Linked DNA regions of Zea mays: region 2 is linked to region 1. A link is a contact called in public Hi-C data. All regions are on one chromosome and are shown on one strand. The core of a region is the stretch at or near the end of the contact, and the rest is flanking DNA. Distances in the headings are between cores, read along the strand shown. Region 1 holds the start of LOC100276046. Region 2 holds the start of LOC107282093 (Caffeoyl-CoA O-methyltransferase1).

The links. A called contact is a pair of places that touch in the nucleus more often than the background predicts.
Region 2: a contact with region 1 is called in a Hi-C map of bundle sheath, with 6 times the contacts expected there. The contact joins the promoter of LOC107282093 here to the promoter of LOC100276046 in region 1. A contact is called at or near these places in 4 of 25 Hi-C or Micro-C datasets (bundle sheath, ear, leaf and 1 more).

The regions. Positions count from the first base shown.
Region 1 is chr6:88,155,617-88,159,649 of Zm-B73-REFERENCE-NAM-5.0, reverse strand. It overlaps LOC100276046, which reads right to left and starts at 1,812. Exons shown (of 13, transcript NM_001149931.2): 1 at 1,572-1,812; 2 at 1,269-1,339; 3 at 1,104-1,190; 4 at 531-659; 5 at 355-441; 6 at 154-207; 7 at 1-43. The coding sequence starts at 1,662. It overlaps LOC103629525, which reads right to left. Exons shown (of 4, transcript XM_008650625.3): 2 at 3,416-4,033; 3 at 2,984-3,103; 4 at 2,462-2,890. The coding sequence ends at 3,023.
Region 2 is chr6:88,746,926-88,750,958 of Zm-B73-REFERENCE-NAM-5.0, reverse strand. It overlaps LOC107282093 (Caffeoyl-CoA O-methyltransferase1), which reads right to left and starts at 2,371. Exons shown (of 5, transcript NM_001320647.1): 1 at 2,167-2,371; 2 at 1,989-2,068; 3 at 1,763-1,907; 4 at 1,499-1,630; 5 at 910-1,396. The coding sequence starts at 2,292. The coding sequence ends at 1,103.

The DNA of each region.
Region 1 (4,033 bases), core at 563-3,062:
CCCTCTCGCCGAGGTAGTCTCCAAGCTTTACCAAGTCCCACACCTGCAGAAAAGTCGACGTCCAAACAAAATTTGGCTGAGATTCCTCGTCGCGCGCGTCGTAAAAATCTATCTATGTAATAAAATTTAAATCGTATTTCAAAAATACAGCACCGTGTCAAAAACGAAAGGCATTGTATCCCCATTCCGCCAAGCCGATTTCAGTGCCTGTGTTTAAAAGTAAAAAAGAAAGAAAGAAAGAAAGAAAAAAGAGTAGAGCAGGGTGAAGCCACACGAAATAAAATAAATGGATGTCACCGTCCGTCAAACTTTAAGTGGGCACTGGGCACAATATGATCATAAGCAGATTATTACATCTATGTAAGTGGTTTCATTGCTGGCCCTTTCGCCGTGATAGCGCGAGTCAATAGCCACACAGACGTAGCCCTTGGAAGCATATGCCTGCAAAAGCAAACTAGTCAACGAAGAGCTATACGAACAGTATAGTCTACGGTGGTGCAGTTGGGACAGAGCGAGATTGGTTTACCCACCTCAAGCAGTGGGCGCAGCCACTCTTTGCACTTGTAAGAGCTGTGCAGGAACACGATAGCTGGTTTTCTTCTAGGGACGGGGTCGTCAAGCTTCAGCAGAAGTACAGGTACTCGTCCTTGTTCACCTAGCTGCGTTGAAAGGGAAAAAAAGTACGTAGTGGTTAGAAAAAGAGAGGGAAAATAAAAAACCAGCAGTGAGGCGTTGACTCTGTAGTTAATTAATTATTCTGTAGTTTAGTGTGGGAATACATGTGAGTCTGGATCTAAGAACCTAAAAAAAAGATGCCGACTATCAAGGTGCACCCAAGTATTCAGCAGAGGGATGCAATGCAGTCTGCATGTATGTGGAGTAAGATCGAGTGCACTATTATATTGTTGCTCTTCGATCTCGTGAGGCTGCTTAGAGACGCGATTGGCTCCTGTAGGCCACGATCCATCGCAAGCAAAGCAAGCAAAACTCAAGTTTAATTTGATATACTTCAGTTGGAAAGAGACTAGGACAATACCGTCAAAAGAGACAGAGAGATAGACTAGGACTGCTGGACTTGTCCTGATCATCTGGCCGCCGCTTACCTCAGTGATAAGGTAGAAATTTTCTTCAACCAGCTTCTCCCTCAAGTTCTCCACCTCTTTACTGGGGCACGACTCCATCGGATTTGCCTAAGATTACCACAGCTAATCAACGCCGACGTGTCTGGTCTCTTACAAAAGACCTTCGTTCAAATCAAGGGTCCTGACCTCCATGGTCGACGGAGGATTCTGGTACATCGGGTCCTTCACCGGACTCCCTTGCTCCACCGTGAGAGGCACTGGCGAATGGCGATGACAGGAAAAAAAAAACCAACCCAATTGAAGGGCACAAGCTTCAGATGTGGCGTATCGTTCTAAGGATTCAGGTTGTAACTTGAACTGTGATTATTTGCAGCATCTCGAAAGGTCCTAGCCAGACCAGCGATTTTAACCCAACTGCTTCAAGCACTACCAGAGCAGAGCATTTCAGCACGCGCGCGAGTTGGGAGAGAGAATGAGAGAGAACCTGACCTAGGAGATCGCGGCGGCGGCTGAGCAGGACCTGCAGGAACTCCGATCTGAGCCCGGCGCCGGCGTCGGCGTCGGTGGCGCTGGCGGCCATTTGTCTCACCGGGAAGGCAGAAACGCAGCGCCGAGGCTGCTGTGGCGGTGTCACGGCTGCTGGGGATGCGGACTGGGCAGTCTGGGCTTTGTAGTTGGAGCGGGACAAGTAACCGCCGCCCTACTTCCTCCCCGAGGCGGAGCAATGTGATGTGCTGTGCTGGCAGGATGGACTGCGACGTCGCCCCCAGATCACAGCATCGACTCTGGCTTCTTCCGCGGACATCGTCGTATCGTACATCGTCGTCACGGACGTGGCTTTGGCTGCTAGTGTTGTGTCAGCTCTGTTGACGCCCAGGACATCTACGATTCTAAAAAAACGGGCATCTTAATTATACTAGTACGTTCATATTTTCTACAGACGCGCCTAATGCACGGTCGGCCATCGCCATTGCCAGCCATTCTGCCCACATTTCTTCTCCTATTTATTCATTTTATTATATTTTATTATATCTCTCTAAACTCTCTCTCTACGTACAGACATCTCCAATCTTACATTTCTCTATCTAGCTCCTACTATACAATATAACTCAGTTATTTAATATTTTTATTAATTTGCATGGTTTTAAAAAGGGTTTTTTAATTTGGTGCCCTTAGTTTTGGTGGTGTGCTCATCTATACCCTTAGTCGTGTTTTTTGCTCAGCTATGCCCTTCTGTTCTATAGCACTGGAAGGGCACAGCTGAGCAAAAAACACGACTAAAGGTATAGATGAGCACACCACCAAAACTAAGGGCATAGAGTATTTGTACTACCATAATAAATATTGTTATCATATTATAGAGCTTAAGCTTATTAATATCGCAAAGAAATAATATCATTAATGTATAGGAGTTGAATCGTGCTCCCCGTACATTTATGGTGAGAGTTTCCTTTCCCCCGTATATGGAAGAACTGTTAGAAGGACCGTTGGAGCTGTTGCTCATCCCATAGTACACAGTATATGGTGTATTGGTGTGGGTGGGGGAGTGGGCACGCTTGGAGCTAGTGTTAGACTGATTACAACGCTTGGAGCTACTGTTAGCTGTTGCTCATCCCATAGTACTATACTGTATGAGTATGAACATGGCGTATTTACAAGGTAGATATTGAACTCTTTTTTACAAACACGCGCGTAGACATTTACTGCAGTTACATTATCTGTAGAAAATTCATGACTTCAGAGAGCTTATTTGCCACTAGTACCCATGCGACGTTGAGAATGCAGTGCCAATTAGAGAAGGGAATATGCTGCAAACATATTATGAGAACTTAAAGAATTAGTTACCAGCTAGCATTGGGAGGGTACAACGTGAGACATAAGCATAGATGTGTAATACGTACCAGTTTATTAGCAAGGCGATAGAGAATGTTTATAATCCTTCAGTCAGTAGCAGGGATGCGGCCTGCATTAGCGAACAAAATTGCTGCTCTTATTGCTTGTGCTTGAGACCTAATCTTCCTCTATGCAAAAGAGAAAATTACAAATTAATTTGTCATATATAAGGAATGCAAAGAAATACGAAAGAAGGCAGCTAGCTAATAATGATGTATGGCTGTTTTCAAAGTCTGAGCTAGTATATTTACTTCTTTCGGATACAAATAATCTACTATCAACGTGGGCTTGCCAGGATTCATGTCCAGGGATTTCTGGAATTCATCTTTTACGGCCTCCACCTCCTCGGGCATGATAGTGTACATTGTTTTAACAGAGACATGCTCAAGTGACATGAGGTGCTCCAAACCAAAGTTACAATCACCGTACTTATGCATTACCTCTTTCACCCCGAACAATAAATGGAGTTCTTTGAGGTTTTGCATACTCCCTGGTGCGAACACCACCGCCATGGATTCATAATCGATTTGCATCTCAGTTAGGCACCGGAATGGATAACACTTGTCAATGACCAACCTTTCATCTCTGGTTTCCTTCACATGTACACTGAGACAACGTAGAGATGGTATGCTCCCAAGGACATGGATATCTTGTACTCCCAGAGCTAATAATGTGATCTTTATGCTAGACAGGGAGCAGAGTGATGACATCCATCTTGGTACTCTAGTCATGATGACAGTTCTTGCAAGTGACTTCATATCAATGGAGCAAAGTTGTTGAGGACCAGGGTACAATTTGTCACATTCGGAACATAGGCTGCTCATCATGGTACCTTTTATTTTCATGGATTTGAGGCTGACAAGGTTAGATAGACATTGGATGAAAGGTTCCTCATAGCTCTCATCCCAATCACGAAAGTTGATGCCCAAGGTCCTGAGATTGGTCAGACACCCCAGATCATGCAGCATGCTTGGTGACTCGATAGTTATGGTCCCTTTAACTTCTTGTAGAGAGGTTAGTTTTCCAAATCCGTCTAGCTGTTTTATGCTCCACCCAGA
Region 2 (4,033 bases), core at 1,122-3,621, 590 kb before region 1:
TGCACCACTGAGAGTGCTAGAAACTAGATCATTTTTCTATTGTTTATTTATAAAAAAACTGAAGATCATCCCAAATAGATTGCTTAAAAGTCTTGCTTTGAGACCTACTTTCCACTAAGACGAGGTTCAAAGACGTTAGCGTCTCACCAACCGTTCAACCACCCCGTGAGGTGATCTCCTTCCTAACTGTCATGGAACCCACTCTCCGTCTCCGTGATGGGTTTGATTTCCTTGCACGCCACCACACCACCGACCGGCGGGGTGTGATGATGAAGCCGCCCGCTACTCCATTCGATCTATACTACCTGGCATGACTGGCGGACAAACTGGTGTTTTTTTTTTTCTGCCAGTTTTCTTTTCTTTGCCAAAACTATGGTCTGTCTACGAGAGTAGGCCTGCTCTAGGATTTCGTTTGCAGTTTCGGGGCATTGGGTGTTGGACTTTGAGAAGGAAGGGAAAAAAAAAAGAGATGCCTTTTTCTTTCTATTAATGCAGCACTGCGTTGTGGTTGAATTTTCTTATCTTTTGTTCTATTCTATCCACATCGGCACATGGCCACAGGCCACTGACCACATGGGCGCACTCAACTTGGGCTAGCTCTGGCGCAGATGGTTCTGTCTGTTGACAACCAAATGTCGTTCGGCAAGGTACACACACAGATGCCATGCTATATACTAGCAGCAAATATCTGCACGGCGGTGTCGCTGTCGGTGAACATGCGCGGAACTGGGTTTCAGGTTTGCCATCTCTGTCAAAAAGAGGTGGTAGCATCGACCGATGGGGTAAAACTTCACGGCGCGCATGGAATGAGATGTACCAAGCACAGAGAACAAAACCATCCACGGTAGCAGTAGTAATAGTAGGAGTATATTGTAAAATTGAGGAGCATTACTGTATTACCGATCTCGTGATTTACGTATCGAAACGGCGGCGACAATTCCCAAGAAGGAAGAGGAGGAGAAAGATTACAGGGGCAAGAAAGAGCCAAAAAAAAAGCCGGTGGATAATTAATGCTGCGGGTCGTCTATTATGATTGGAATGAGGATGCGGCCGGCGGCGCCGTCGGTGGCGGTGGTGGGGCAGGCCAGGCCAGGCCATGTTTTCACTTGACGCGGCGGCAGAGGGTGACGCCGTCGCCGACGGGGAGCTGGCAGATCTCGACGCGGTCGTCGGCGGCGAGCGCCTTGTTGAGGACGAGCACGAAGTCGCGGTAGAAGCGGATGTACTTGCGCATGGGCGCGTCGTCGGGGAGCACGACGGAGCCGTTCCACAGCGTGTTGTCGTAGCCGATGAGGCCGCCCAGCTTCACCAGCTTCAGCAGCCGCTCGTGGTAGTTGAGGTAGTTGTCCTTGTCGGCGTCCACGAAGACGAAGTCGAACGACCCGTGGTTCTTCTCCTGCGCAGATGCAGACAGACACGGGTCCGAGATGTCATGTCAACTTCTACTCGATCGATATAGGCGAAGAAGCACAGATCTGGCGGCCTGGCCATTTCGTACCTCCGCGATGAGGTCGTCGAGGACGGGGAGCGCGGGACCCTCGCGGAAGTCGATCTTGTGGGCGACGCCGGCCTTCTCGATGCAGGGCAGGCCCAGCTCGTAGTTCTCGCGGTTGATGTCCATGGCCAAGATCTGCGGGGCGGGACGAACAACAAAGAGAGGGAGAGAGAAATCCTTGGTTTATCAGTGGGAGGACCGCTAGCTGCTTCGCCTTCAGGGAGGTGGGGTGGCAGATCTGAGAAAAGGGAGGGAACAACGACGGACCGTGCCGTCCTCCGGGAGGGCGAGCGCCGTGGCGAGGAGGGAGTAGCCGGTGTAGACGCCGATCTCCATGGTCTTCTTGGCGCCGATGAGCTTGATGAGCATGTTCAGGAACTGCCCCTCGTCGGCGGAGGTCGTCATCAGGTTCCTGCACGCCATTTTTTCAGATCTCGATCTGTCCAGCAGCTAGGTCGCCGCCGAGAGATCGGCCCGGGAAAGCGGAACATACCATGGGTGCTTGGCGGTGATCTCGCGGAGCTCCTTCATGCTCTCCGGCTCCCGCGGGTACACGCTCGTGTCCAGGATGTACTGGTGGAAGTGATTCTTCCCCCGGTCAGATTCGAGTCACGGAAGATAAGATCTAGAGCGCGAGGCCGGAAATGGGCAGGCAGGATCGGAGTGTTTACCTGGTAGAGGTCGTCGCTCTTGAGCAGGCTCTTGTGGCCGACCTCGGAGTGCCGCGTCTTCTGCTCGCCGTTGCCGTTGGCCTGCTGCTCCTGCGCCGGCGCCGCCTCGGTCGCCGTGGTGGCCATTGCGTGCAGTGTAGTTAGCTGAACGAACGAGTCCCTCCTGGAGATCTGGGGTGCGGCAATAGAACTAGCTAGCGCGTCGGGTACTCGGGTATTGCTGGATTGACCGACCTTGCCTGCCGGGGCGGCTTATATAACGCGCGGCGGCAAGGCGAAGGCGAAGATGAGCCATGTGAGAGCTTGGCATCCACTGCCAAGTAGGCCAACGCGACGGCCAATGTGACGCTACTCAAATATGGCCAACGTGAAGGTGAAGAAGCAGTCGGTCGTGCGAGCGACGGGGTCCGGGCCCGGCGCGTCAGCGGACGGACACGGTCGGTGTGGGTGTGGCCCTGTGGGTTGGTTGGTGTGGTTAGGCTTGCCGGACCCGGGCATAGGTGCGCCGTGCCAGTGCGCAGCGGTAGGCTGGCCACTGGTCTGATGACCTGATCCGTGCGTTTGGTGAAGAGGCCTTCAGCCTCCCGTTCCCGTTTGCCCGGTGGCCATGGTGCCCAGCGAGCGTGGCCGTGGTTGACGAGTGTGGGGAGAGGGGTTGGTGGGTGTGGATTGTGGGAAGAACAGCGCGCGCGGCTGACTCTGACCGACCTGGCAGAGTGCTGGGCCCTGCCCGGCCGCGGCGGGTTGCTTCCTACGGAGACCAAACCGGCCACCGGGGACGTGTTGTTGGTGGCCAATTGGTGCCTGCCGCGGCTCGCTGGGGACGGACCCACCCACCAACCCACTCTTGCTTTCCGATTTCCGTGCATCAATCATCATCCGTCCGGTTGTTCGGGTCGTGGGAAATCTCTCCTATAATAAAACCAGTTTCCATCTAAAAAATATTTTTTTCTTTTATATTTATTAGTTAATCTGTGCTGACTAGAGTTAAAAGTCACACTATGCCGCATGGGCACGGTTTAGTCCATTTTTAGGCCTAACACGACATAGAATAATTTTAGATTAGGACATACCGTGCTCAAATATCAAAAGTTAGGTAGGGTCCACCTTAAAGCATGGTAGACCGATGTTCTTGCCGTACCGGCCCAACCATGATATAAGGCACATCACAACACTCAAGATTTCCGTACCACGGAGAAGCTCATCAATAGGAACTCAGAACAAGCAACCATTAACTCAACTAGAGCAAGTAACCCTTTTTCCCAACTAAGTAATTTATCCTTTTTCTTCAGCTGATTGAAACTCTCTTGACAAGCATGTGTCCACTTGAACTCTTTTCACTTCTCCAATAGTGTGGTCATAGGCTTGGCTATCTTGGAGAATCCCTCAATAAAACGCCGGTAATAACCCGCGAGTCCTAGAAAACTCTGGATTTCAGTGACTGAGCTCGGTATCTTCCATCCTATTATCTCCCTCACTTTAGCCGGATCCACTGATATTCCACCATTGGAGATAATATGCCCAAGGAATGGTACCTCATCAAGCCAGAACTCACACCTGCTGAACTTAGCATAGAATTGATTATCTCTTAACTTCTGCAACACTAACCACAAATGCTCCTCATAATCACCATCATTCTTGGAATAAATTAGAATGTCGTCGATGAATACCATGACGAACTTATCAAGATACTCCATAAACACATTGTTCATCAGATTCATGAAGTAGGCTGGTGCATTAGTCAAGCCAAACGACATGACAGTGAACTCATATAGCCCGTATCGGGTAGAGAAAGTCATCTTGGGAATATCCGAAGGCCTGGTCTTCATCTAATGATAACCTGATCTGAGATCAATTTTAGAGAATA